2 separate regions of the Ovis aries genome follow, and region 2 is linked to region 1. A link is a contact called in public Hi-C data. All regions are on one chromosome and are shown on one strand. The core of a region is the stretch at or near the end of the contact, and the rest is flanking DNA. Distances in the headings are between cores, read along the strand shown. Region 1 has its middle 120 kb from the start of TMX1. Region 2 has its middle 80 kb from the start of GNG2.

Region 1 (6,263 bases), core at 2,408-4,907:
CTCCTGCGTCTCCTGCACTGGCAGGCAGATTCTTTACCACTGCACCACCTGGGAAGATATACTTCCTTGAGGACTCTCCAATTTCATCCTTTCCTGAATTCTTGATAGACATTTGATAGACACAGTGCTATTTCAGGGGCCATTAGTTCTAATCTTCTACCCATCTTTTAAAAATCCCCAACTACCTAGCCAATGCCTGATATTCTTCAGGTAGTCCTTTATTACCGCAGTGCCAAAGAATGCTCAAACTACCACACAACTGCTCTCATCTCACATGCTAGTAAAGTAATGCTCAAAATTCTCCAAGCCAGGCTTCAGCAATACGTGAACGGTGAACTTCCAGATGTTCAAGCTGGTTTTAGAAAAGGCAGAGGAACCAGAGATCAAATTGCCAACATCTGTTGGATCACGGAAAAAGCAAGAGAGTTCCAGAAAACATCTATTTCTGCTTTATTGACTATGCCAAAGCCTTTGACTGTGTGCATCACAATAAACTGTGGAAAATTCTGAAAGAGATGGGAATACCAGACTACCTGACCTGCCTCTTGAGAAACCTATAGGCAGGTCAGGAAGCAACAGTTAGAACTGGACATGGAACAACAGACTGACTCCGAATAGGAAAAGGAGTACGTCAGGGCTGTATATTGTCACCCTGCTTATTTAACTTATATACAGAGTACATCATGAGAAACACTGGGCTGGAAGAAGCACAAGCTGGCATCAAGGTTGCCAGGAGAAATATCAATAACCTCAGACATTCAGATGACACCACCTTTATGGCAGAAAGTGAAGAGGAACTAAAAGCCTCTTGATGAAAGTGAAAGAGGAGAGTGAAAAAGTTGGCTTAAGGCTCAATATTCGGAAAACGAAGATCATGGCATCCGGTCCCATCACTTCATGGGAAATAGATGGGGAAACAGTGGAAACAGTGTCAGACTTTATTTTTCTGGGCTCCAAAATCACTGTAGATGGTGACTGCAGCCATGAAATTGAAAGACGCTTACTCCTTGGAAGAAAAGTTATGACCAACCTAGATAGCATATTCAAAAGCAGAGACATTACTTTGCTGACTAAGGTCCGTCTAGTCAAGGCTATGGTTTTTCCTGTGGTCATGTATGGATGTGAGAGTTGGACTGTGAAGAAAGCTGAGCACCGAAGAATTGATGCTTTTGAACTGTGGTGTTGGAGAAGACTCTTGAGAGTCCCTTGGACTGCAAGGAGATCCAACCAGTCCATTCTGAAGGAGATCAGCCCTGGGATTTCTTTGGAAGGAATGGTGGTGAAGCTGAAACTCCAGTACTCTGGCCACCTCATGCGAAGAGTTGACTCATTGGAAAAGACTCTGATGCTGGGAGGGATTGGGGGCAGGAGGAGAAGGGGACAACTGAGGATGAGATGGCTGGATGGCATCACGGACTCGATGGATGTGAGTCTGAGTGAACTCCAGGAGATGGTGATGAACAGGGAGGCCTGGCGTGCTGCGATTCATGGGGTTGCAAAGAGTTGGACACGACTGAGCGACTGAACTGAACTGATGAGAGAGAGACAAGCTATGTGTCATGTTTGCCTTATTGTTAACAGGCTGCTCTATGGTGTTAATAAGTTCACAACTCTCTGCTGAGAAGGGTTTTGACAGCAGACACAATACTCCAAGATCTTCAGAAGAGAAGGGAATATTCCAGGCAAAGGTGAGGGAAGGGCAAAAAACAGAGGGGCTACGTGGGCCAAAGATCAATTTTGTCCATCTCAGCATCTTCTGTTTTAAAACCTTTGTCAGCTTTGGGAAGGAAGTATCTTTGATGGAAGCAAAGATACTTTAGTGAAAAGTGAAAATGGGCCTTACTATGAACAGAAGCACCTGGACAGATAGGGGACAGGGTTGGGGGGATGACCAACCTTCCTGAGTGTCTCTATTCTACCCTGTCTGTATCAGGAAACTATTGTGATCTGTCCTGAGAAATGTGTTTAACCTAGTTCTCAGCACACGTCACTAACACTTTCTGCTTAACTTGCCTCAGGCGCAGAAGAGCTACATGATCTGGTTACAGTTTAACATATGCCAATGGCTAAGTGATTTCTCTAATTTCTTTAGGGAAAAACAATCCCATGGTAAAAATCAGACCCTAGGAATCCAATCTAATGCTAACACTAGGAAGATATTTATTGTATTCAACAGCTGGTATGGTGGTGTGTAAGATTTCTTTTCTGAGGAGGAGGATAGGGCCAGGAATGCCAAGCCTCACGATTTTATCGTTCCACATCCCTGATTCCAGCACTGACACCACTATGCAGATATGAAAATCCCAAAAGATGTTTGTCCTTAACACTGGTTGATTCCAGGAGAGGAAAAGAAAATGTAGTCAATGACTGTATTCTTTTTTTTTTCTTTTCTTTTCTTTTTTTTTTTTGCGATCAAAATCAGTAGAAGCTCAGTATTTCCCAGTATCATAGGTGCTGAGAAACTCAGCACAATATTCATTTGTGAACCTTAATATAGAATCACTGAAGGATTGGTATATATCACTTAAATCCCAGACAACATTTCCCTTTATGGAAGAAACTTTGCAAAGTTTCTAAATTCTGCCTCCTCAGTGACTTCTGCAATGATCCTTAAGGGGCTGTTGACAAACAGGAAATAATACAGAATTATACCTCATGGTCTCCTGAGCCATCACATCTATGTTAAATGGGTACTCATTTTGTTTTCCAGAGATGGAAATCTAGCTTTCATGGTCGGGCACTACTGTCTTTCCTTGAAGCTGCTCTGTCCAACACGACAGCCATTAGTCACAGGTCCCTAGTACTGAATTCTTAAAATGCAGCTAATGTGAACTGAGATGTGCTATAAATGCAAACACACAACAGACTCAGAAGCTTTACCAAGAAATACAACCTATCTCATTATTAGTGTTTTAAACTGATTACATGTTAAAATAATATTTTGGACATATTGGGTTAAGTAAGACATATTATTAAAATTCGACTTTGTTCCTATCTTTTTAATTTGGCCACTAGATCATTTAAAATTGCACATGTGCCTTGTATTCTATTTCTACCAGTAAGGCTCAACTCTTGCTGCATTAGGATGACTCAGAGCTCTTAAATACTCCCAGACTCCAGGCTCTCACACCTGAGCAGTTCAGTCAGAATATCTGGGGTTGGGGCTCAGCGTTGGGACTTTGGTTGGTTGGTTTTCGCTTTTTGAAAGCTCCCAAGGTGACACTAAGATACAGCTAACACGGAGAACTACTGCTCTACATTCTGGAATTCCATGATTCCAAGATTCTAATGACAACTCATTAGAGTTAAAAGTTAAAAGTTCAGAGTTGTTTTTTCCTTATTCTGTATAATCAACTTTGTCTGTTCTGATCTATTTCTCCCTAAAGAAACAATGAAATGTTTTTTGAGTCATGCAAGTTAGAACTCTGTTTGTTTTATTTTTTAATGAAGTTCACATGAATCCAACACATTGCCAGGGCTCAAAAAAAAAAAAATGCACTGAACTTGAAATTTTAAGCTTGATGAGTAACACATAATCTTTCCTGGGGCTGCTTCTGACACTGGCCTTTTCTTCTTGGAAGCACCTGCTTCCCTGCTAGTAACAAGAAATGCATTCACAGTGCTTCTAGACTTGACTGTGCCTATGAATCATCTGGGTATCTGGTTCATAGGCAGATACTGATTCAGCATAGCTAGGGGGTAGCTAGGAGGTAATTCCTGCATTTCTATCAAGTGTCCAGTGCAGGTGAGCAACAGGGTTTAGGGGATTAGCTAAAACTCACCTGGGTGGGGCTCATGCACAGCTGCCCAGCCACACACAGAAAGGTCGACAACATGCTTACTCTGCTTTCTATAATGTGCACAGAGCAAACTGTTCAATGACCTCTGCTCTGGTTTGTCCACTGAAGCATCATTGCATGAGCACCTATTTCCTCTCTCTCTAAAGGTGAGCATCCTGAGAGTGGGACAGTATCTTTATCACATCTCTTAGACCTACTCCACTGAACCATCTTTCTTCCCATCCTCAGGGCTGAAAAGGAGCCTGTGAGTTGGAGAAGGGGCTCTAAGTGGGACTAATCCCATGTTTCTCCAGACCCCCTTGCATCTGCTGACAGGACTCAAAACTCAGTTCAGGGTGTTCCCTAGGACTAATTGTACCTTGCTTTTTAGACTTGTCTGTATCACTGGCCACAAGAAGTCCAGGCTCCCAGGTCACCCCACTTCTCTTATTGTTGACTTCCCTTCAGGCTCTTCACCTCCCCCTCATGCCATATCCACCTTCCAATCACAAGATCCTCAAACCACAAGACCCCTGCAGGGCGCATTGTGCCCTCTGGATTCACAGTCCTTTAGCAGTTCTCTTATATCCTCAGCCTCCTCTCTGAATGTTTCTTCCACCTGGGGCCCTTCCCAAGAGCACTGCTCCCCTGCCACCCTCCCAGATGGCAGCAATGTTTCCCCTTCTTCTTCTGGGCCTAGAGATGGAGTGCATGTCCTCCTTGACCCCTCAACTGCCTCCATACCATTCTCCCTTGCTAAAACCCTGAGCTTTTTCTCTCAAGCAGTCACCCATCGCTTGCCACCACTCCCCGACTGCACCTGCTCATTTTGGATTCCTTTAGCTTCTGGCTTAGGATCACTCTCTCCTGCACTGTTTCTCCCCCTTTCCTTGGTGATTCCATGCACAGATAAGTGTGGACATAAACGGAATATCCAGCATGTTCTCTTAGGCACTTGAAGGCTCTCCTCCAATAACTGTGTTTGACATCTCCCTCAACCACTCACTCCCATGAACAAACCCTCCTGGATCAATATAATTTCAGCATCTCTGATTTAGCCAGGGTAGGATCAATGCTTTATAAATATCACAAAATCTAACAAAATAGGCATGGTCTGAGCTTATTTCTAACTCAAGGCATATCACATATTGAGGTTGGTGGAGAGCCTTCCCTGTGGTGATTCAGGGACCATTTGACTTGAGATGCAATGCTTTCCCAGGTCTGAGGTTCTTTTGCTGTGTTCTCTGCAGACAGCTGGTAGAGAAGAGGGAGGATATAGGATTGCAGAAGATAACTTCTTATGGGTCAGGCCTAGAAACAGGGAACACTTCCACCCGCATTTCATTTTCCATAACCAGTCACTGGCCATATTCACTCTAAGGAGAAATAAAAAAATGTAGTCCAGCCATGTTTGGTGGTGAACAATGACCACACCATCCACATTCCCATTTTCATCCATCCCAGCGTTGGACCCCGTACCTCCTAGCTTTCCAGTTCACCTTGTGCCTCGACTACAAGCCTCCAGTCACTGGGAGCACTGATCCAGTGATCCCACTATCTTTTGCTGTCCCTTACCCTTTTCTGGTTTTGGTCCATTGAAACCTGGCCAGTCATCATGACTCCTTGCCCCTCTAGCGCCATCCCTTGGCAAAACTGCAACCCTGGTTAAAGACAGCAAACTGCCTACACCTGAACAGCTACACATGGCTGGGGGAGAACTCACAGCTACATTCACTGATCCCATTTCAACTTCATGGGGATGAACATCAGTGAGCTCTTTCCCCCGCCAGGCAACTGTGTGTGTTTCCTACTCTCTGAGACAACCAAGTAATACCTTATCCACTCTCCTCATGCCTTTGAGATCTTCTCCACCATCTTGGTATCTTCTCCACCACTTTCAGGTGATGGTTTTTCTTCCTGTTTCACTGAGAAAGTTTAAGCCAGCAAAAGAGAAATCCACTGACTCAGTCCACTACCTACCCTCTGACAACAATATGTGTCCTGCCTCCCCACACCCCAATACCATTGTCACCCATCTAATGCCACCCCTCACCCTGCCCCCCATATTCTAGATCAGTGGTCCCAAGCCTTTCTGGCACCAGGGACCAGTTTCACGGAAGACATTTTCCACAGATGGGGTTCAGAGGATTGGAGAGAGGAGGTTTGGTGATGATTCAAGCACATTGCATTTATTGTGTACTTTTTATTACTGCATCAGCTCCATCTCAGATCATCAGGCATTAGATCCTGGAGGCTGGGGTCTCCTACCCTAGATCCATCCCTTCCCACCTATTCAAGAATGTGACTCCACCAACTCCTCTCTCCCCAGCACCAAGAATTCCTCTTCTTATTCAATTATTCTCATCACCACATAAAAATGCTACCATCACTCCCATTTTAAAAACAAAAACAAGCCAAAAACCCTCTTTTGTTCACCATCCCCTACTAGCTCTTTCCCTTCCCTCTACTCTGTTTCCAATTCCT
Region 2 (6,263 bases), core at 1,848-4,347, 420 kb before region 1:
CATCTTACATTACTGTAGCATATATTTTCAAAACCAAGACACTGACACTGCTACAATAATATATGGATGTGAGAGCTGGACCATAAAGAAAGCTGAGCGCGGAAGAATTGATGCTTTTGAACTGTGGTGTTGGAGAAGACTCTTGAGAGTCCCTTGGACTGCAAGGAGATCCAACCGGTCCACCCTAAAGGAAATAAATTCTGAATATTCACTGGAAGAACTGATGCTGAAGCTGAAGCTCCAATACCTTGGCCACCTGATGTGAAAAACTGACTCATTTGAAAACACTCTGATGCTGGGGAAGATTGAGGGCAGGAGGAGAAGGGGACAACAGAGGATGAGATGGTTGGATGGCATCACCGACTTGATGGACATGAGTTTGAGTAAACTCCGGGAGTTGGTGATGGACAGGGAAGCCTGGTGTGCTACAGTCCATGGGGTTGCAAAGAGTCGGACATGACTGAGCAACTGAACTGAACAGATCTTATTCAAATTCTAACAGTTTTATATGCATTCATGTCTGTGTATGAACAGTTCTACACAACATTGTCATCCACATGGATTTGTGTAACCACCACTACAGTTAAATATAGAACTATTTCATCACCACAAAGAACTCCTTCATATTGCCACAATCCCTGGTGACAAGCATCTGTTCACCATCCCTATGATTTTGTCATTCTGAAAATATTATATAAATGGTACCATATAGAATGTAACATTCCAAAACCAGCTTCCTCTTTTCAGTCAGCATAATACCCTTGAGATCCATCAATACCATTGCAAGTATCAGGAGCTGTTTCTCTTTATTAGAGTAGTATTCCATTATATGATTATCACCACACTTAGTTTAGACATTTACTGGCTGAAAACATTTGGGTTGTTTCCAGTTTGGAGCTATTAGAAACAAAGCTGCAATGAACATCATGTAGACGCTTTTGTGACATAAGTTCACATTTCTCTGGCATATGTGCTTAGGAGTGCAACTGCTGCATTATCTGGCAGGTATATGTTTAGTTTTCTATGTGCATGTATGCTAAGTTGTGTCTGACTCATTGCAATCCTATGGATTGTAGCCTGCCAGTATTCTCTGTCCATGGGATTCTCCAGGCAAGAATACTGGAATGGGTTACCATTTCCTTCTCCCAGGGGATCTTTCTCACCCAGGGATCGAAACCATAAAAGGGGTTTTTTATGTCTCCTGCATTGGCAGGCAGGCTCTTTACCACTACTGTCACCCACCAAGCTATTTTCCAGAAGCTTTACATTCCCGGGAAATTCATGAGATCTAGTTTTTCCATATACTCACCAGCATTTGGTATTGATTCTTTTTTATTTGAGCTGTTTTAACAGGTGTTCTAATAGGTGTATAGGGCTTCCCTGATGGTTCAGATGGTAAAGAATCTGCCTGCAATGGAGGAGACCCAGGTGAAGTATATGATAAAGGAAGCTTCTGTTGTGCTGTTTTGTTTGTGGGTTTAGCAAAGGAGAGTCTTTGACACGTTTGGGGGCTGGGGGGAAGCAGAGAGCAGAGGTGATGAACTGAGGGTGCAGGAGAAAGGTGAGTGGACAGTCCTAAGGGCTGGAGAAGAAGGGGTGGAGTGATGAATGAACTGTGATGACTGCGTGCCTTATTCTTGGAGACAGGAGGAAAGGATGTTAGGGTGGGTGAGTGGGAAGAGATAAGTGTAAGTGAGAGGTGAGAAGTGGACTCAAGCAAGAGAGTATCAGGAAACGAGATTAGAGATGGAGGCCCCAGAGGACACTGTCACGTGGTGGGTGACAATGGGTTCTGGAGTCAAGTTGATGCCAGTTACCCCACTTCCCAGCTATTTGACCTTGGGCATGCTATCTGATCTAAGGACTCAGTTTCCTCATTTATAAAATGGGGAGAATAATAAATAATGGAAAGATTATGGTGAGAATTATATGAAATTTTATGCACTTGGTGAATGAGAATAACAATGATGATCACACAGCAAATCAGACAGCTAAACACTCCAGAGAAATTCACAGTCCAAATAGTTTGATGTTTTGGCTTATGTGTCTTTTCACTGTCTCCTGAAAGACTGACAATAACTTGAGGGTAGAGCCAGACATTTTACTTTTCTCTGTCTTCCTAGCCTCCAGCTCAGTCTCTTCCTCATAGAAGGCTCTTGGTCATGTGTATTAAATGCCCGAGTAACTGGACTGCATATGGTCAACCCTGCAACAGTTGGGGTCCTGCCTCTCAAGTCACTTCCCTTCCTGACTCTCTGGATCGAGCTTTTTCCTCTATGCGTTTGCTACCCTTTTTAAACTAACTCATCTTGCTTTGCGGTCACTGGATGAAAGACTCATAACTCCCTGATTTGGGTCTGTATTTCAGTTCTGGAAATGCAAAAGCAAATTATTATTCATCATTTAAGTCAAATGATCTCTGTTGGTTATAAATGTCCAAGAATTAAAAAGGAAAAGGAGATGGCAATATAGCACTGGAGGGACTTATTCAGATTACCTGTTTTTATGGCCTCTTGCATCCTGGGAGAGACTGAGTTTCAGCAAGTTGACAGGCTCAGTGCCCAGAAGCTGAGTGAGTCACTCCAGACCCCAAGGGACAGAGGAAGGCCTACTGGAGTGGTGCAGCCATCCTGCCCACCCTTCTCCATCCTCAGTGGGTTCAGTGGCACCGTCACAGAGGCAAAGTGGGGCCTGGGCTAATGAGGCACACCTGTGTCTGGTTGCCAGGCTTTTTTTTTTAACCTTGGCCACGCCCCTGAAAAAAGAGACTGTATTGTGAAAACACCCAGCTTTTTGTCCTTTTCTCTCTCCCTCTGCCCCCTCCAATGAGACACAGAAATGCAGCTAAAATGATACCCAGAGGTGACTGGGCAGGAACACTGACAAGACGAGTCGACAAAAGGGGCAATACAAGGAATTTGGAACTATAACCTGCGTATCACCCCCCTCCTCAAATCATCCCAGTCTTGGCAATAGAGCCTTTGCAAGCACAGGTGGAGTTTATTATAACTTACCCCTGCTGCAAATACTCTGGGTCCCTCCTACCAAACCACTTGCTCTGACCACCGGGGGTCAGCCTAGAGCCAGGAACAGGCAGCGGACACCCCAGAGCCAAGCTCCGTTTGGTCCCCCAGGCCCTGTCCTGCCTACCCTGGAGCTCATCCAGCCCCAACCCAGTGCATCAGCCGTGGCCTGTGGGATTCCCTTTCCGTTTGTAAGAGGAGCTGCCTGGAGTTGGGACAGGTCCCAGGCGGATCGTATCATTCCCTCATGTTCACTTAAGTCTGAGAATCACTCTCCTGAAGAATCATGCAGCAGGGGTAGTGGGAGGGTCCGGGTGGCGGTAGTTTATGAAAAGCAGATTCTTGGAGCTGATTCTGGGGTGGAGGGTTGGCCCTGAGAACCTGCAATGGCCAGCTCTAGTTCTGACGCAGCCTCTGCAGGACCATACTTTGGCAGAATGCCTGAAGCTGTTGTTCCGACCCAGGCCGTCCTTACATGGAGCCTTTGCCCCCGTATCACATCCAGGACTCCAGGAGGCAGAGGACCAGGCCCACGTCCCCTGCCACCCCGGAGCTGCAGCCATCACACGTGTTGGGCTCTGGCACACCAGCAGTGATGCAGCTACTCCTGGCACAGTAACAAACACCCCAAAGAGGGAGAGAGGAGGCAGGAGAAGGACAACTGGTACTGCCCAGTGCCAGAGGAAGACCGCTGCCAGCCCGCCACACCCTCTCCAGATGCCCTCTGTGTCCCTCATTCCTTCTGACTATTTCTGGGCTCTGGCTTCCTTATTTTATCCTCTTTGACGTGCCTCCCTCCTCCTCACTGCTCAACAAAAGTGTCCTGGATTTAGAGGCAGCCACGCTAGAGAGCTCAGGACAATGCTTGTTGACTTTCACTGGTGCTAAGACATAGTCTACAACATGAGCACCCTGATGCACTCATAGCTTTTCAGGGAGGAAGGGAGTGAAAGGCAACGTCACAGACACACTTAGGCTGTAAGATGCAGCACAGACCCAGAGTCAACAAAATGGAGAAAAGCGTCTCTCTTGCTCTTATAATCTAATGCTGCGTTGTTCATTCAACTTGAACTCACGGAGTGCCTGCCTGCTGGGCCAGAACCTGTTCCAGGTGCTGTGGGTGGAGGGTTGAGCGGTGCTGTTGTGGTGGTGTAGAAGGCAGGTAGTCAAATAAGAATAAAAAATGAATTATGGAATCTGAGTTAAAGATAGTGACATTTGTTATTAGAGAACCAATTAGGGTTGTGTGGTAGAGATGTAATGGAGAGGGGCCATTTCTGAGGAAATGGGGTCAATCCTAAAGGAGATCAACCTGAATATTCACTGAGGGACTGATCCTGAAGCTGAAGCTCTGATACTTTGGCCACCTGATCCAAAGAGCCTACTCATTGGAAAAGACCCTGACACTGGGAAAGATTGAAGGCAGAAGGAGAAGGGGGTGACAGAGGATGAGATGGTTGGATGGCATCATCAACTCAACGGACATGAGTTTGAGCAAGCTCCGGGAGATGGTGAAGGACAGAGAAGCCTGGCGTGCTGCAGTCCACAGTATCCCAAAGAGCCAGACGCAACTGAGCAACTGAACAACAACAGCATGGAACTGAGATTGTTACAAGGAGAAAACCCAGAGGAAGAGCTTTCTGGGTGGAGAGGACTTTCTTGTGGTTTCTACAAAGCCCGTCTGGCACCTTGGCCCATGGCTGCAGACTTTTCATTCTTTGCTAAGCTCAGCATTTATTGAGCACCTTTTTCTATGCCAGGGGATGCTGGTCCCTCAGGATGCAGTTGTGAGCAAGAAAGACATGGTTTCCACCCTCAAGAAGTGTACAACCAGGTGCAATTTCTAAAGATAAAGTTCAGCTGGCCCTCTATTTCTACACTTACCGTTTATCTTCTTCATCACAAGATATATATTTTAGATTGTGGACTAGGATGGCTTTGACAGGGAGGACTTTATGACCACAAACACTAGGACCCGGTGGTAAAACCTGCAAGAGCCTGAATACTGCATGTGGGGGCTCTGAAAAAAAAAATCCCCACCATTCCCTACCCAATTGTGGCCCTTTGCTCTCAGCGTTCTCCTCATATCATCTCAGACTGTGAGATCTGGGTGAGAAGAGACTGTTCCAAAGACAGCTCACATCTTCTGGAACTGAATTTGGTCCATTCACGTATCATCATCTTTGGTGCCCCTTCCTGGTGCCGAGCAGAAACACAGCCCCTGAGGCCCTCTGGCCGCACTTCTCAGATATTGGGGGCTGTCACAGGGAAAGAAATATTTGTTTCTGAATCTCTCACTCGCCTTTCAGAGGTTCTCACTGAAGATGAATGATGGGAATAAAGTTGGAAACAGTCTAAAGGAGAACTTTGCTCCTGCACGTCCCAGGAAGCAGCTGCTTCTCCTACAGCACAAATTCATACCTGACAGATGCTGCCAAACCCCTGCAAAAAGCTGACATCCCCTCCTGGGTTTCAGAGATTTCCTTTCACATCTGAACTGCTCGTAAGAAAGAAAGGAGAGGAACAACTCAAATACAGTGAGGACTGCCTTGGCCTCATGGGCAGGGCTGGTCTGGAACGAGCTTGCCCCAGGGCTCCCACGACCGGTGAGGGGGATGAGCGTGTGCACCCGCATCCTGGGCTCTACCCCTGGAGGTTCTGATCAGGTGAGATGTGAGGCCTGGAAATACATGAATCCTTCCACAAGGCTTCTGTGAGTCTTTCTGAAAGTCACTCAGGTTTATGAACCCTTGAATTAGGGGACAGACTGATCAATAGTCCCCTAGTTAGCTCTCCTTCCATCCTGACATCCTCTGTGTCTCCCGGCTCCCTCAAGGTCAGTCTCCCTCCGCCCCACTCTCTTTAGGCCCCAGGGGCTGAAACCTGAGTCAGCACCAGGCCAGGTGGGGTAATTGACTCGGGCCTGTTCAATGAAGGTGTTTAGTTACCAGACACCCATCTGCTGGCTGTCCTCACCAAGGAAACGGGGGCCAGATCACTTTCACTGGGCATCGGCCCCACACTTGCCAGCGTGAGTGTGGGAGGAAGGGAGAGCCACCTCGCCTTCTGGTGCCTTCACTGCAAATGATTCCCATGTGACTCCCTCGAGCTCCAGAATAGCCTGCGAGCCTTGTCAAGAAAAGCCCACGTCCACAGAACAAGAGCCTCGCTTTCCCTCTCCTATTCTGCCTCCTGGGCTCGGCGGCACCCATTACTCTCTTCAAATTTACAACCCAGTCC

The links. Hi-C and Micro-C count contacts between places; a contact is called where the count stands out from the background.
Region 2: a contact with region 1 is called in a Hi-C map of liver, with 6 times the contacts expected there. The contact joins two enhancer-like sites. A contact is called at or near these places in 9 of 16 Hi-C or Micro-C datasets (liver, mesenteric adipose tissue, mixed tissues and 4 more).

The regions. Positions count from the first base shown.
Region 1 is chr7:42,411,500-42,417,762 of ARS-UI_Ramb_v3.0, reverse strand. No RefSeq gene overlaps it. Among named protein-coding and RNA genes, the nearest start is that of TMX1, 120 kb to the right of the region's middle. Within about 2 kb of position 3,657, at least 3 of the 54 cell types and tissues checked have an H3K27ac peak or open chromatin away from gene starts, as enhancers often do.
Region 2 is chr7:42,827,850-42,834,112 of ARS-UI_Ramb_v3.0, reverse strand. No RefSeq gene overlaps it. Among named protein-coding and RNA genes, the nearest start is that of GNG2, 80 kb to the left of the region's middle. Within about 2 kb of position 3,097, at least 9 of the 54 cell types and tissues checked have an H3K27ac peak or open chromatin away from gene starts, as enhancers often do.